2 separate regions of the Mus musculus genome follow, and region 2 is linked to region 1. The links are chromatin contacts, called in public promoter capture Hi-C maps. All regions are on one chromosome and are shown on one strand. The core of a region is the stretch at or near the end of the contact, and the rest is flanking DNA. Distances in the headings are between cores, read along the strand shown.

What was found. Capture Hi-C pulls out chosen DNA fragments and counts their contacts.
Region 2: a contact with region 1 is called in a promoter capture Hi-C map of adipose tissue. The contact joins two enhancer-like sites. A contact is called at or near these places in 6 of 39 promoter capture datasets (the C10 cell line, embryonic stem cells, liver and 3 more), 2 of 15 datasets of contacts at CTCF or cohesin (CD8 T cells and the NIH/3T3 cell line), 11 of 484 Hi-C or Micro-C datasets (the C2C12 cell line, the N1E-115 cell line, astrocytes and 5 more), 17 of 115 datasets of contacts at active chromatin or transcription factors (CD4 single positive thymocytes, the HPC-7 cell line, SST interneurons and 13 more) and 4 of 9 other capture datasets (adipose tissue, embryonic tail, liver and 1 more).

The regions. Positions count from the first base shown.
Region 1 is chr5:137,647,839-137,655,809 of GRCm38.p6, forward strand. It overlaps Agfg2 (ArfGAP with FG repeats 2), which reads right to left. Exons shown (of 12, transcript NM_178162.3): 7 at 7,770-7,890; 8 at 7,492-7,574; 9 at 7,301-7,381; 10 at 5,925-6,053; 11 at 4,592-4,677; 12 at 2,625-3,984. The coding sequence ends at 3,931. Among named protein-coding and RNA genes, the nearest start is that of Irs3, 6.1 kb to the left of the region's middle. Within about 2 kb of position 4,868, at least 41 of the 459 cell types and tissues checked have an H3K27ac peak or open chromatin away from gene starts, as enhancers often do. A contact at or near this core is called in the C2C12 cell line, adipose tissue and bone marrow-derived macrophages, where this site is marked.
Region 2 is chr5:137,714,370-137,722,340 of GRCm38.p6, forward strand. It overlaps the pseudogene Gm15753. Among named protein-coding and RNA genes, the nearest start is that of Nyap1, 23 kb to the right of the region's middle. Within about 2 kb of position 4,957, at least 53 of the 459 cell types and tissues checked have an H3K27ac peak or open chromatin away from gene starts, as enhancers often do. A contact at or near this core is called in the C2C12 cell line, adipose tissue and bone marrow-derived macrophages, where this site is marked.

The DNA of each region.
Region 1 (7,971 bases), core at 3,618-6,117:
GTGCCAGAGGCCTGCCCCAGGTGCCTCCCAACCGTGCAGAGCCCCACCCAGAGCTGAAAGAAATATTCAACGTTCAGTCGGCAAATCCTGGAAGATGGCCCCGTAGATAATGTACTCATGCAAGTTTGAGACTTGAGCTGGGTAGTCAGGTTACACAGCTGGACATGGCCATGTGCAGCCATAAACCCAGGGCTCTCCCAGTGAGAGGGGAGCGGAGACAGGATGGTTTCCAGACACTCTCTAGCCTGCTAGCCTGGAGTATGCAATGGCGAGCAAGACTCCATCTCAAAGGAAACTGAGCTTCACTCCCTCAGGATTGAGTTGAAGCATCCAGGAAGGGTCTTTTCCTATCTTCTTCCTGCCTCCCTGACCCTGGTTATCTTGCAAACATCTGTCCTTGTGAAATCACATCTGCTGTCACAGAGGCTGCTCCAAATGTTCTGTGTCACTCAGCCCTGGAGTGCTGGGTAAAAGATAAAGCAGGAAGCAGCAGCCACCCAAGGACCTGGGGTGTGGACTAAGAGAGAGCATAGCAGTGTGCAGTAGTGTACAGAGAGGTGAGCAGTGTCTGGTGACGTGATACGCTGGGTACCAGAAGCCTGGCTTACCTCAGTTGCCATAGCAACAACTCTACCTAAGCACATATTTTATAGTCTTCTGAAACCTCAGCAACTCAGGAAGTAGCATATCTGGGGCTCTGCTAGGTTGGGGGCATACCACATCTCTATGGAAGACTCTTGTTAGCAGGAGTAGGAATCCAGAGGAGAACCTTTGAGATGGCTTGTGATTCTTCTCTGGGTGTGTGTGGGTGGGTGGGTGAGGGGGACAACTAAGCTACGTAATGAGGCTTGGTACTAACAGAAACTGCCCATGGGCGATTGGCTGACAGACAGACCCGAGCCAGGGTAGCTGTCACCTGCATAGCGTAGCTAGAGCATTGGCCAGGGTCGGTGTAGAGAGAAGGACATGGCCAGACGTGTATAAGTCAAGTTCCAGGCCCCCCCACCCCCGAGGTGTGTATGTGCAAGTATGTGCATCTGTCCAGACTTACAGCCGTCAGGTGAGGCTGTGCAAAGAGGACAAACAAGCCCACTTGGTTCCTTTTTTCTATACACTGGGGATGTTTCTGTTGTTTTTGCCACTGGTCTGGAGAGGTTAGACGGAGGAAGGTTGCTGAGCCCTTCTCTGCCAGGGACAGTGGCTTCAGCCCCAGCCTCAGCTCAGGGGATGTTTGAGGCTAACCCTGGGTAGATTATCAGTCAGAAGACTGTCCAGGGTCCACATCAGACAGAGGGACAGGAGGGGAGGAGGCTAGGAGGACCTGGACACAGGCAGCAGGCAGGCAACAGGAAATCCCTGGGATACAGTGCAGTTTGATTTATATATAAAAGGGGCCCTGTTTTTTTTTTTTAGGGTCCTTTAAAACTAAAGTTATCTGAAGCCAGAGTGTTCCAGGGAAGCTGTGTTTAAAAAAAGAAAAAAAACAACCAACCTTGCCCTTACTCCTGGCTTCAAGCAAAATGGGGGGAAAGGGAAGGGCCAAAGATATGGCTCCTTTGGTAGAATGCTCGATTCCTAGCACCTTGTGAAACTGTGTGGTGGCATGTCAGAAATTCAGTCACACTTGGTTACACAGTGTGTCTGAGGCCGGCCTGAGCTCCACAGTGAGTTCCATGCAAGCCAGAGCTACACAGCCTCTGTGACTATGTCTCAAAAGGAGCAGCAGCAAAAAAGAAATGGGAGGGGCAGCCTGGCGTCGGGGCACATACCTGGAATCTTAGCCCTCAGGAGACTGAGGCAGCAGAATTAGTCTGAGGATAGCCCAAGCTACATAGGTAGGAGAACTGGTGGTGGTGGTGGTGGTGGGGAACAGACTGACATTATTAAAGATGAGAAAAGAAACAGAAAATATGGAAAAATCTAGTACAAAGGCTAGGGGCCAGCTGGGTGACCTCCCTCCCCCCTCACTCCCTCCCCCCCCTCCTCCCAGGAGAGGGAAGGAGGGGAGAGGCTAGGCTAGCGGAAACAGTAGAGACTGAGTCTTATTGCAGAGGGAAGGCCAAGCCTGGCTTAGCAAGAGCTACAGATCTTTCCAGAAACATCTATAAAGCAAAGAACTGACTGATAACTTAATGCCCACATCCCTTTGCTGGTCCCTATGGAAGGCCCAGAGAAATCCTAAGAATGAATAATTTAAAGGGCCAGGAACTCTTGGCGGAGGTCTGAAGGGCGGGGCCTCCCAGGGTAAACAGCACGGCCAAGGCCTGGGTCTCTCTGCTGGAGGGGAATTTATCTCATGCACAGGCAGCGCAAAACACCTGGCCGATGACACAACAGCCTCTGGTAAGGAACTGCTGGAGGCGCCGAGAATACTGAGAGGCGGTTTACTTATCAAAGCTACACTCGACCAGCTCCCTGGCACCTGCCGCCCTGCGCCATCACTACCTTTCAGCCCCAGATCGGGACCCTCACTGGTCTCCGGGCTTCTTGCTAACAGAGGGTGCGCAGTTCAGGTCACGTGTTTATCAGCCCAGGCAGTGAAGATCAGAAGATCCAAGTCAAGGCTCAGTCCTGTTGACTGACTTGTGTCCACTCCAGCTGGCACAAAACAAGACACTCAGAGCTTTTTTTTTTTTTTTTTTTTAATCCTTTCAAACGCAATCTTTTCCGACATTGCCTCCAAACAAGCTTTGGTGCAGATATTTGAGAACAGAGGGAGGAATGTGGAAAAAAGAAGAAAAAAAAAAAAAAAAAACCAAACTCCCCAGCCAATCGCAGACTTTTCATTGGAAAAGCCTAGCCTCTGGGGTACCCCTTCTCGTGTGTATTGTGGAAAGCGTCAGGACACTTGGTTGTCCTCCCCTGAGCCCTGGGGCTCCGGGTTTGATTATCCAGGCACAGGCAGGAGTTACCCTATTCTTCAAGTTCCCAGGAGGAGTCTAGACAAGTGCTCTACCACTGAACTACATCCTGAGTTCTCTGTTTTTACTTTTTATCGTTTTGTTTTTTTTTTTTTTCTTCCTTTGAGACGGAGGGTCCCAAAATTGTCCAGGCTAGTCTTGAACTTGTGATCCTCCTACCCAAGTCCCCCAAGTTCAAGGGTTGTCTAGGAGAAAAAGAATGGCCAGCGGTGTTTATCTGTTTACATATGTGTATGCATATATATATTTATTTATGTATATAATAGGCTATATTAGAAAAGTCTCTATTTATAAATATAAAACACTGGTATCCAAACATGACAGGGCTAACTAAAGTGCTTGACAGGAGGCGGGCACGCATACTCTGTAGGTCAAACTCCCCCACCCTGACGGACAAGATGAGGGGGCAGCTAGGAAGAACTGAGGTGGAGAGAAGTGGGTGTGGCCGAGCCTGGCAAACAAAAACACTAGACACCAGAAGCTCCGCAGTCCCAGGGCTATCTGGTGGCTTTCAACACCAGGCCTCATCTTTACCCTACATTCGAGCTTTGCTTCCATCTGGGAGGACAGCGGCAGCTTTGGAAGGTTGGGTGTGGAGGAAGTTGCGGCTGGGGCTGTGCCTAGCTTCTCTCCCCACAGGCCAGGAGGGACAGGATCGAAGACTGTCTTCATAATTAATAATCTGACAGAAATACACCACTATGGGGTCTCCTGGTGAGAGTATCTTTGCTCCTTGTGGGCTTCTTCCTGGGTAGGTGTCCAGCAAGGAAGAGGAAGCCCCTGGGCGGCAGACCAGGAGGCTAGAGTCTGAGTCATCTCCAAGTCACACTTCTAAACCTCCCCTCTTCCCAGATCCAGAAGCCCCGCAACCCAGGCCCAATCCCAGCCTCAGACCCACAGAAATGCCCCACAGGCAAATGGTCACCAGAGCTCTGAGGGGTGCAGAAGTAGAAGTTGTTCCCCACACCCCCAGGAGGGGAGAGCCCCTTCTTCCCCCAATGACACAGTGCTACAAGAATGGGTTTGTGGTTGGAGGTTTGGAGGCAAACGCTGAGGATCCAGTCTGCAAAGAGACAGCAAAAGGTTACTAGATTAGCGGGGCGGGGAGGGAAACTGCTGGAGACCACCCAACGTCACCACTCGAGAAACAGACAGTAAGGGAGATTAGGGGACACTGAAGGGAGTGAGGGACTGAGTGGGGCCTGGGAGCTGGGTGTGGATGGACACACCTGAGATCTCAGCACTCAGATGTCTGAGGCAGGAGGAGCCTGAGTTTCAGCCTAGCCTGGGGTACACAATGCGACTCAGTCTCAAAAAAAGGGAGGAGGTGGGCTGTGTGTGTGTACTGGCTTCATGGGTACCTAATCTTGAATCCTCAGCACCCATATAAAGCTGGGGTGGTCTCATGTGCACCTACAACCTCGGTGTCCCTCGAGGGACAGAGACCGGAGAACCCCTGGGGTTCACCAGCCACCAGACTAGTTCCAGGTTCCATGAGAGGCCCTATGTCAGGTGGAGCGTGATAGGGAAGGCCACCGGAAGTCCTCCTCTGGCCTCTGTGAGTGCATGGGTACACACACATGCACTCCAGGAAGGGGTCTTAGTTATACCCCACATTACCACCTTCTGGAAAGATCTGTGTGTCTCCAATGTCACAGTGCAGTGCTTACCATGAAAGGATTGGTAGAGATCCCAGCCGGCTGGCTCAGTGGCCTCTGCCCCAGCTTAGAGGTCCCCAAGTCGCCAAAGGAAGATCCTGGGAGACAAGGACAATAATTTGGTTGACTGTGTCTCTCACCTTCCTGAAGGAGAGCAGCTTGCTACATTCCCAGGGAGCACCCAAGAGGGATCCTTCCAGAATTCTCCTTAGAAAAGTATGGAGCCATCAGGAGACAGAGGTAGCTCTGCAGCTCCTCTGGGCCCCCTACTGGTCAGAAAGGGAACTAGGTCAACTCTCCATCTGTACAGGCAACCAGCGCCCCACCCCCTGTAAACTGTCTTCTTAAGGGTCAAGAAGAGTAGGCTGAAAACAAATCCTTAAAAATATTCCGGCCTGGCAGTGGTGGCCCAGGCCTTTAACCCAAGCAAGGCCAGCCTGGTCTACAGAGTGAGTTCCAGGATAGCCAGGGCTACACAGAGAAACCCTGTCTTGGAAAAAAACAAAAACAAAAGATTATAAACAGCCAAGCATAGTGTCATGTTTAACCCCAGCACCCGGCAAGCTGGGAGGATCAGGAATTCAAGGCTAGCCTGGGCTACACACTGCAAACCTATCTCAAAACAAAACAAAAAAAATAAGAGAAGGTAAACAGGGGCTGGCAAGGTGGATCAGTGGTAAAGGCTTCTGCCAACCTGATGACCTGAGTTTGATACCCAGGACCCCCGCGCTAGAAGGAGGGACCTGACTTATCACAAGTTGTCTTGACCTTCATGGCAGTGCTATGCCATGTTCACCCAAACACACACACACAAATGTTAAACAAAACAGGCGAAGGCTGGCGAGATGGCTCCACACTTAAAACCACAGCCCACTCTTCCAGAGGACCAAGGTTCACATCTTGCAGCCAAAACACCCACACATACCAAATAAAATTCCTTTTAAAAAGGGTATGCATATGGAGAGAGAGGGGTGTGTATAGGCTCCTGCCTTCTTTATTGGACTGGGGCTGGAACTCAGTGTCAATGGTGCCAGGCAAACTCTACAGTGAGCTCCAACTCCCGCCCTCTTTCCACTATGTGAGCCTTCCCGGCAGGCCTTGCACTTGTCTCAGCCTCTTGATTGCTGGGATAAATCAATGCACTTGCGCACTTGGTGTGCACAGTTTCTGTGTAAATGCAATGCCGTTCACGTGAACTGCATGAGTTATCTATGGAGTCCGGTGTGCATGCGGGGTGGGGGTGGGGTTCCTGGAACAGATCACACACAGTCTTCGGAGGCTGCACTGTCCAGATGTACAGTGGGGATATGCGGAGGAAAGAGGGGCTCATACCCGGTCCTCTTACCATTCTGCTGGTCGGCCAGTCCAGCCTGTGTGGGGAACACGGGTGCAGAGAAGGGACTGGCAAAGGCCCCGGAGGGTGGCACTGGCTGGAGAAGGCCAGGCCGAACACTGCTCATCCCAAAGCCAGGCCCTGTGGAGCGAGAGAGGGGAGGCTCAAACAGACTTCAGGCAGATGAGCTGACATTTTCCCACCTTAACCTCCCCATATAGAAAGTGGGGTCACTTTTCCCACAGTGGGAAGCCCTATAAGCCTGTGATCGCCATGCTCCTGGGGCGCCTGGCTTGAAGGGTGCAGTGCTCGTGAACCATGCAGAACTGGGCCCACAGATAAGGGGACTTATGACCCCTCGCTATGTCAGCTCTCATTGATTCTCTCTCCCGGTGTCCTTCCCCCTTATGAGGCAGGGTCTCACGTAAGCCCAAGCTGTCCTTGAGCTCACTATGTAGCTAAGGATGGCCTAGCTTCCCAGTGCTGGATGACAGCTCTGTGCCTTCATGCCCAGATCTGCTTTATTCCCTAAAATGGGCATGGGACCCATCTCACTGGGCCACCATAAGCTGATGGAGCGAGGCCGTGTGTGTGTGTGTGTGTGTGTGTGTGTGTGTGTGTGTGTGTGTATGCGCGCATGCGTGTGACTCTGCTCTAGGCGACCTCCTGTCTCCTCAGCCTGAGTCCCCATCGAGCTAACAGGAGTTGAGGAGTTTAAGGGACAATAGAGGCTGTGGAGGGCCCAGGGCAAGGAACTACAAGGCCTTGCTGACTAACAAGGACGGGGAATAACAAGAACTCTGTTCATGAGGGTTCTCTGGTAGCTTAGGCTTGGAACACTGAAGGAAGAAAGCCTGGCTGTTCCAAGGGATGGATCTGCATAGGGGATTGGAGACAGGAGCATCATAGTGCCCTCAGCTAAGAGGAAAAACACTTGAGAACCGACTTGGGGGAAAGGCATGCTTCCCTCCCCCTCCTCTCTTCTCTCCCTCCCTCCCTCCCTCTCCTCCACTCACCCGCTTCTCTCTTGACTCTCCTTCCTTTAAATCTTTTTTTTTTTTTTTTTTTTTGAGACAGAGTCTCACTATGTAGACCAGGCTGGCCCGGATCTTACTATGTACCCCAGCCTGTCCTTGAACTTGTGACGATCCTCTCTCTTAAGCAGTACTGTTATTACAGGGGCGCACCACCATGTGGCGTTTTTTTCTGTGATACTGTTATGGCAAAGATGCTTCTATTTTTAGTCCACTAGGTGGCTTAGATTTACAGCTGGAACTAGCGGGGGCTAGTGTGGAGAGCGTGATGGTGACTGCTCTTTGGACCATGAGAGACATAAGGTTAGGAGAGCTGGCACTCTAAAAACTTCAAAGTTGGTTCTGAGAACTTACCTGAGGCTAGACCATTGGGTTGGAATGGGTTGGTAGAAGGCAGCTGGGCTTGGGCAGGGGTGGCGAAGGGGTTGGTGTAGGCTGCTCACAGCACAAAGAGAGAGACGTTAGAGAAAAAGATGGTTTGAGTCCTTTCAATCTTGAGGTGCTTTTCCCACCTCCCCTTCCAGGTCTCCACAGGTAAGACTCACCTCCAAAGGGGAGCCCTCCACTGCCGCTAACACCTGGCACGGCCGACTGCAGGGCAGGAACCTGGCTCGGCATCCCAAAAACACTGTGGCGCAGAGAGAGAGGAGGTGGGAATGGGCAGCTTCCAGAAAGAGCAAGCAGGGGGGCAAAGAAGGCAAGCCCACTGTGTTACCCAAGGCTAGCCCAGGAAGCCAAGGGGAGACAAGGAAGCCACAATGCACTATCAGCCTGTGAAAATGCCACCAACCTTCAGATAAGTCACCTTTGTGTCTAGACCCACCTGCCAGGGAGACCTCCAGCAGCCATCCTGGGACCCAGGAGGCCGCCCACATCTGCAAGGTTGTTGGGTTGACTGGCAGCTGCAAGGGGTGCCACACCAAACGCAGACATCTGGCCACTTCCTGGATGGGATAAAACAAGGAGGCTAGGCTGAGACCTGAGGGAAAGACGAGAAGGGGAGATGGAGGTGGGGGTGGGGTGGA
Region 2 (7,971 bases), core at 3,707-6,206, 67 kb after region 1:
TGATACCAACACTTGGGAGGCAGAGGCAGCCCCGACCTACAGAGCAAATTCCAGGCCTCATGTAACAACAACATAATAAATGAAAAATAGTCTTTTATTACCACTCATTTGGTAATGACCGTGTGTGAGTGTGTGTGTGTGGTGTATGCACACGTGTACATGTAAACAGAAGCTACAGGAGGGTGAAAATTATACTGTTTATCATTCTCCAGGTTATTCTCTTGAAACAGGGTCTCTCCCTGAACTTAGAATTCAGCTGGCAGTCAGCAAGCCCCAGCAATCCTCTTGTCTTCTCTCAGGGCTGGGGCTAGTGGTGTGTGACCACACCTGGCTTTTTTTTTGTTTGTTTGTTTTTGTTTTTGTTTTTTTGTTTTTTTTTTTCGAAACAGGGTTTCTCTGTGTCACCCCGGCTGTGCTGTCCTGGAACTCACTCTGTAGACCAGGCTGGCCTCGAACTCAGAAATCTGCCTGCCTTTGCCTCCCGAGTGCTGGGATCAAAGGCGTGCGCCATCATGCCCGGCCACACCTGGCTTTTTATGGGGCTTAGGGCTATATGGGAACTTGACCTCAGGTCCCCATGATGGTACAAGTAAGGACTCTTTTTTTTTTTTTAAAGATTTATTTATTTATTATATGTATGTACACTGTAGCTGTCTTCAGACACCCCAGAAGAGAACATCAGATCTCATTACAGATGAGGATTGAACTCGGGACCTCTGGAAGAGCAGTCAGTGCTCTTAACCACTGAGCCATCTCCCCAGCCCACAACATTCTTATATAGTCGTATTAAGTTGTCATTTTTCTTTTGAGCTGTTAACTTTCCTTTTAATCAGGGTATATGGGAAACAGAGGATCCATGACAGTTCATTGAGGAGTACTTTTTTCTTTTCTGGTAGCCCTCAGTGATAGAACGCAAACATTGAGTATGATAGGCAAGCACTTTTCAACCCCTCCCTGGGGATTCTAGGTAGGTATTATATCACTGAGCCATGCCTCCAACCCCTCACTGGGGGATTCTAGGCAGGGGCTCTACCACTGAGTCACACCTCTAAGCCCCTTTCTGGGGGAATTCTAGGTAGGGCTTCTGTCACTGAGCCACAAACCCAGTTTTTTTACCATCTGAAAAATAAGTCAATTGTTTCTGGTTCAACCTGATGTCACCAGTACCTGGTGCTGTGCTGGTTGGAGATGGCGTCTATTGAAGCATAACAGGGTCCACCCTGCTGCACAAAAAGTGGATTTGGCCTTAAGCTACTGGGACAAAGCCCTCAGGGATGTCAGGAACCAGAAAGAGCCTGGCTGCTGCTCTACTGGAGCCGAACATCTGCTATGGACTACTAATGTCTAGAGAGTTATACAAGGAAGAAGTAACCCCCTATTTGTTTAATCGCTGTCATTTGGGTATGTTTTGAAGTAGTTAAGCTGATATCCTCATTAATCAAGTACGTGAGGTAGAAAGGAACTCGATATTCCTGTGTAGAGACTTTAGCTGTGGGACGCATGCAGATCCCGATACAATTGGTTGAGCAGGACGTGGTAGGTGGTTGAAGCTCCATGTCGAGCTCAAGAACAGATGTGCTATTTTAGGGTGGGCCTAGGGCAAACTGCCCTGTTCTTCTGCAGCTCAGGCAAGAGGATGAAGCTAAAAATACTGGTTTCAGAATCACATATATGTATGCATACACAGTATTATTTGTAAAGGTTATGTGAGCCTTAACTTGGGTGTTTATGTTTCCTCAGTTGCTTTAGTTTTGGTTTTGGTCCTTTTGGTTATTGTCACCGCTGCCACTCCACCCCACCCCAGAGCTGAGGATGAAACCCAGGACCTTGCACTTGCTAGGCAAGTGCTCTACTACTGAGCTAAAGCCCCAGCCCCTATGGATAATTAGGTTAGCCTTGTGTGTTGGAGGGGGAGGGGGAGGGGGAAGAGGACAGGGAAAAGGAGAGGGAGGGAGAGGGAGGGAGGGACACAGAGTCAGAGAGAGACAGAGACACTCTTCCTGGCATACAAAACAAACAAAAGACCCTGAGGTGACTAGGATGGCTAAAGCGCTTGTCAGGTGAGCCTAATGGATTTGGTTGAGTCCCTGGAACCCACAGTGGAAGGAGAGAACTGACTCGTGCAGAGTGCCCTCATGCCCATGTCCACATGCACACATCATACAGACACATATGAATACAACAACAACAACAATAACAACAACAATAACAATAATAATAATAGCTGGGTATGGTCCTTAATACAACAGCAGCAGCAGTAGCAACAACAACAATAATAATACTTTTAAAATAAGAGCTAGGTGTGGTCTTTAATCTAGGACTCAGGAGGCAGAGGTAGGCAGATCTCTGTGAATTCAAGACCAGCCTGGTTGACATAGTGAGTTCCGGGCCAGCCAGAGATAGAGTGAGACCCAGTTCTTTTGCAAAAGTAACACAAAATGAAAAGGACCAAGACTTGTAGGCAGAATCATGTCAGGTTTTTACAAGAGGAATTTAAAACTATTTTCTGCTAAGCATTAAGATAATCTGATTTAGGACTGTTTTAAGGATTTATTTTATTTTTCACTATGTGTATTTGTGTGTGTGGGGGGGGGCAGTGTTGAGGGCTCATGTTCACAAGAGTGCTGGTGTCATGGAGGCCAGAGGCATCAGATTTTCGGGAATTGGAGGGATGGAGATATGACTGGTGCTCAAACCGAACTTGGGTCCTCTGCAGGAGCATTTATGGTCTTCAATGCTGACATCATCTCTCCAGCCCCTCATGGGGATCCTTGTCTGTAACACAAGGATTGGTATTCAAACAGGATATTCTTTGTTGTGGGGAGGGGCTGTCCTGTTTAGTGGTGCCTTAGGCTTCTGTGGATCAATGACCTGCCTTGATGACAACCAAGGTATTGCCAGACGTCCCAGGCGAAGTAGGGAGTGGGCAAGATCATGTGGGTGAGAGTCACATTCTAACTACCAAAGGGAACATATGGTGGGCCTCCAATCTCTTCTTGGACTGCAATACCATCCAGACAGGAAAGTGCATGCCCTGTGCTGAGTGTACCTACCTACATCACTTTCTGACCATCTTCAGTTATCCTTTTCAGCCTCTGAGAGAACAGCTGCTGCTGCTGGCCCCCTCTGGAGGGTACCTTCACCACTGAGCCCCATCTGGTGGTTTTATGTTCCTCACTTCCAGTATCAGAGGCTAGCTTCCCTACTGGCCTCCTGTGTCTCCTCAACTCCAGAGAGCCAGAATGGTGTGTGAGCTGGAGAGATGGCTCAGAGGTTAAGAGCATTTGCTACTCTTGCAGGGGACCTGAGTTCTGTTCCCAGTACCCCCATCACTTGGGAAGCAGAGGCAGGCTGACCTCTGTGAGTCTGAGGCCAGCTGATCTATATAGCAAGCTTCAAGCCAGTCAGGACTGTATAGTGATCTTCTATTTAAAAATGAAATGAAATGAAATGAAATGAAATGAAATGAAATGAAATGAAATGAAATGAAACAAAATAAAGGGGGAGGGGCTAGAGAGGAATCTCAGTGGCTTAGAGCCCTGGCTTCTCTTCCCGAGGATCTGAGTTCAATTCTCAGCATCCACAAAGACATTTACAACATCTATCACTCCAGTTCCAGGGGATCTAATGCCTTCTTCCAGTTTCCACACCAGGCACACAAGTGGTACACACACACACACAAAACACCCATACACATACAACAAAGCTTTTGAAAAATTAAGTTAAAAAAGAGAGACGTGTTGCTCTGGTGGCAGGCAGGGTCACTGTCCCTCCTTCATCAGACTTCCTCTTAGGCAAAAATCAAAGAACAGGAATCCTTCCTCATTTGTATGCCTCTCTTTCAGCTACAGCAGCGGGCTGGGGAGGTAAACAAGTAGACCTAGGAAGGGAGGGACCGTCCCTACCCCAGGGCTTTAGAAGCTAACTTGTCATGTGTTCCAGTCGCATTTTGCTGCCTTGGGGCTCCTTTCTGCCTCCACATAAGTAAGTGTGCTGTCTGTGAGAAGCTCCCGGGACCTGGAGAGGTAGTTCAGTGGTTGATAATTCATTCTTTGTTCTTCCAGAGGACCTGAGTTTGATTCATTACCCATTCAGTAGTTCATAACTGCCTATAACTCCAGCTCCAAGGGGATATAACACCCTACTCTGTCATACACACACACACACACACACACACACACACACACACATCCACTTAAATAGATCTTTAAAAAAAAAAAAAGAAGGTTCCATTCAGAGCTCTCTTGATTCACTTAGCTACGAAGGAGAGCAAGAGATCTAAGATGTGATGGTGCACATCTGAGATCCCAGCACGTGGGAGGGAGTTTATAAGAGAAGGAAGCTGGATCCGATGGTAAACACTTGTAATTCCAGAACCTGGGAAGTTGAAGAAGAAGGGTCATGAGTTCAGATCATCCTGGGCTACATAGTGAGTTGGAAATCTGTCTGCATAGACGAGAATCTGTCTCAAAATGAAACAAAACGAAACTGGGAGGAGATGGTAGGTTTTTCTTCCAGGTCTTTGTACTCTTTCAGCCCAACCTTGAAATGCAGAGATGGGGAAGAGGGAGTGTTTTTCATTATCTTTTTGCTGTTATGTGTCTAAGGGTATCAACCATGACAGTTTATGACCCGAATGCAGAGATATCTTTTAAGTTGCTAGATGAGCCGAGTAAATTCAGATAGGAAGGGGCCCTGCGGTAAATAACGCACATATTTAAAACTTTCCCTCTGATTCTAACTTTTCCAGGTTTCCCCCTCGTGACCGAAGTTTCTGGACTGTGTACATGTCCCTGTCCCACCCATCCCTGAGCTTTAAGGAAGGAATGCCAAACACAATCAGAAAAGGTCACCATCTGGTCAGCGGAAAGTTTTTGATATGGTAGCAATGCCATCTCTGGAACTTCCGATCTGTGGGTTCTGGATGTCAGCCATTTTTAGTAACCAGAGATTGCCCTGGGGTGGTGACAGAGGACAAAGTGTGGGCTGGATGAGCCCAGACAGCATGCTGAGCACCGTCATGGAGGAGACAGAGACATGGATGCTGGACACTCAGGGTCAACTATCACTCTGCTGTTGCACACACAACAGAAGCCAAAGCCTGAATAGGAAGTGCCGGGATCCTCTAGTTCCCACTTCCTGTGAGCTGTAAGAGGCGTTTGGAGGAAGCAACCAAGTTCATGCAGAATTCTATGATTACCAGGACAACTAAGCCCAGGCTATTCCACAAGTCAGGACGATGGGGACAACCCAAAGCGGTGATTCATTCCTGTAATCCTAGCATTGGGGAGGAGGCAGGAGGATCAGAAATTCAAGGTCATCTTTTCTACATTGGGAGCTCAGGGCCAACTTGAGCTATGTGAGACATTGTCTTTTTTTTTTTTTTCTTTCTAAAACATTTTATTGAATAATAACAAATCCACAAGCAGTGGTTTCACTGGTAGTCATCTGTCAGATAGCTCCGCTTTCCTTAATGACCCTGGCCAAGGCAAACAGGCCATTCCAACATAATTACTAACTCTTAGCTGATACATTAAACATAAGTTTATAACTTACTAACAACATAAGTCATATGTAACATATCTCTATCTACCTCTATCCCTATATCTATATATTACAGGCTAGCTACCAAGAGTTAAGGTGGCAAACACTTGACAAGCCAGAGTTGGGAGACAGCTGGGAAGTCATAGGAGTCTGTAGGGTGAGATAACAAAGGACCCTGAGCCCTCTGGACAGGCACTGAAGTCATGATTGGATTTGACTGCAGGGTCATGGTTGAGCTGTAGAGTTGAGTTCCACTGCAGAGCCTAAAAGGCAAGACTGGGTCCAGATGAATGGATGAGCAATTGCACTGGATGGCAGCGCAAGATGGATCAATAAGAGGATGGTAGATGGCAACTTGAGTAATCTGTGGCAAAGTGGGGACCAGGCTGAATCGAAGGCATTGGGACTTCAGGAATTCTTCACCCATTAGACCCTCGATGCACCTGTGTGGTTCTTCGTGCTGTGCTGGGCCTCTTTCTACCACTTGTTTTTGATGCCTCTTTGCTGATCTCTTGTGAATTGGATGTCTGGGCACACCTCATCCTTGCTCTTAGTGTCTTGGTCACCTCCTTCACGTTCGTAGATGAGTCATCTTTCCACAAAGTCCTCCTGCTCACCGCCTTGAGCTTCTCTTGAACTCCCTGTCCAGGTGAAGCCACTCCTGCTGAGACGACCATCATCTCATCTTGACGGGGCTTTTTTTTTTTTTTCCCTGCCGTCTTCTTTTGGAATTTGACCAGTTCGGACGTTTTTTTTCTTCTTGCTTTCTTGTTTGCAGGTGTGCAGGGTACTTCCTGGGTCATTGCCAGGTCATTTGCTGCTGGAGAGTCATCTTTTACCACTGACTCGGGTCCTGAGGGACTGTGGGGCATCTCTCGAGAGTCTTCCTTATCTTTTCTCTGGTGATCTCTGGAGGACACTGGAGTGGTTTTTCCTTCCTGAATGCAGCCAGGGAGAGGCACAGCTCGGGGAGAAGGACTGGGCTGCTCATCCAGGACCTCAATGATTGGCTGTGCGGTTGCTCTGGGGTCACAGACTCTTGGTGCTGAGGACAGATGACTTGGCAGCTGTAGTCTCCCCTCCCCCAGCCTGAAACCTGCTTGCTCAGGGTGGAGCTTCCTGCTCATTCGTTCTGCCACGCCCACTGCTGGAACCTGAGGAGCCACACACGTGCACCTTTCTACTGGACCCGAGATTATTCGGCGGGAATCGGGTCCCCTCCCCCTTCCTTCATAACTAGTGTCCCAACAATAAAATTTGAGCTTTGATCAGAATGAATTTGTCTTAGCTCCGTTTCTTCTTTCGCCCCGTCTAGATTCCTCTCTTACAGCTCGAGTAGCCTTCTCAGTCGAACCGTTCATGTTGCGAGCTGCTGGCGGCTGCAACAGGCAGCGATATCTGGGGTCGGGGTGGTGGCAGCAGTGTCTGAAGGGAGCACCCTTCTGCTGGGTTGGCCAGGTCTTCAAGCAGGGTCAGTGGGGGTCTGTTTTTCTCTTCGTAGGTATAACCAACGTTTCTGAAGCTTCTGAAAATTGCCACCAGGCTGGGGTATTCCCGGAGGTTGACCTTGCTGAACAACGTCAGCAGCACTGACGGGTGGAAAGTCTGCTCCAGACTGGTGAGAATATTGTGCACCACTTTGGACAGAGGGACCAGATTTTGATAGGCTTCCAGAGATTCCTTGTACATTCTCTCAGTGATGAAGGATTTGTCCCGGAGCGCTTCGAAGAAGGGGAATGGCTTGTTGATGGCATAGGCGATGTTCACCTTCATGTATATGAAATGCTGGAGAAGAGCCTTTTCCAAGGCTTTGGTCAGAGTGAACATCCTGGATGCTGGGAGCTGCCACGGGTTCTCCTGAGTTCTCCCAGGTCACTGCCTGGATTAGTTAAGGGGTTCCTGGATCCTTCCTGGAAAAGCCTGACAGCCCAGTCTGGACCAGAAGTTATGCTGCCTTGGAAGTCCCGCGGGGAGTCAGGAGCAGCCCAATTCCCAACAATTGTTCAGTCGCAGCTGTGAATGGAAGTCCAAGGATCTAGCAGTTACTCAGTCTCACGCAGCAAGCAGGCGAAGGAGCAAGAGCAAGAGCTGAGACATTGTCTTAAGATCAAATGGGTCCAAAGTTATCAATCACTTGGGGTAACCATGGCTGATGGCCTCAGTTTGATTCTCAGGGATCACATGATGGAAGAAAAGAAGGGACCCCCCCACACACACACACACAAGATGTTCTCTGATCTCCACCCATTCTGTGGTACATGTATACGTGTACACACCTATCCACATATAAAAGTAAATAAATAACGTAATACAAATGTAAAAACAAAGAAGTATGGAAGGCCAGGAGAGATGGTCCAGGGGTAAAGTACTTGCCAAATAAGTGTGAGATTCGAAAGTGTGAAAATATTGCTAAAAGTCCCTCCCGTG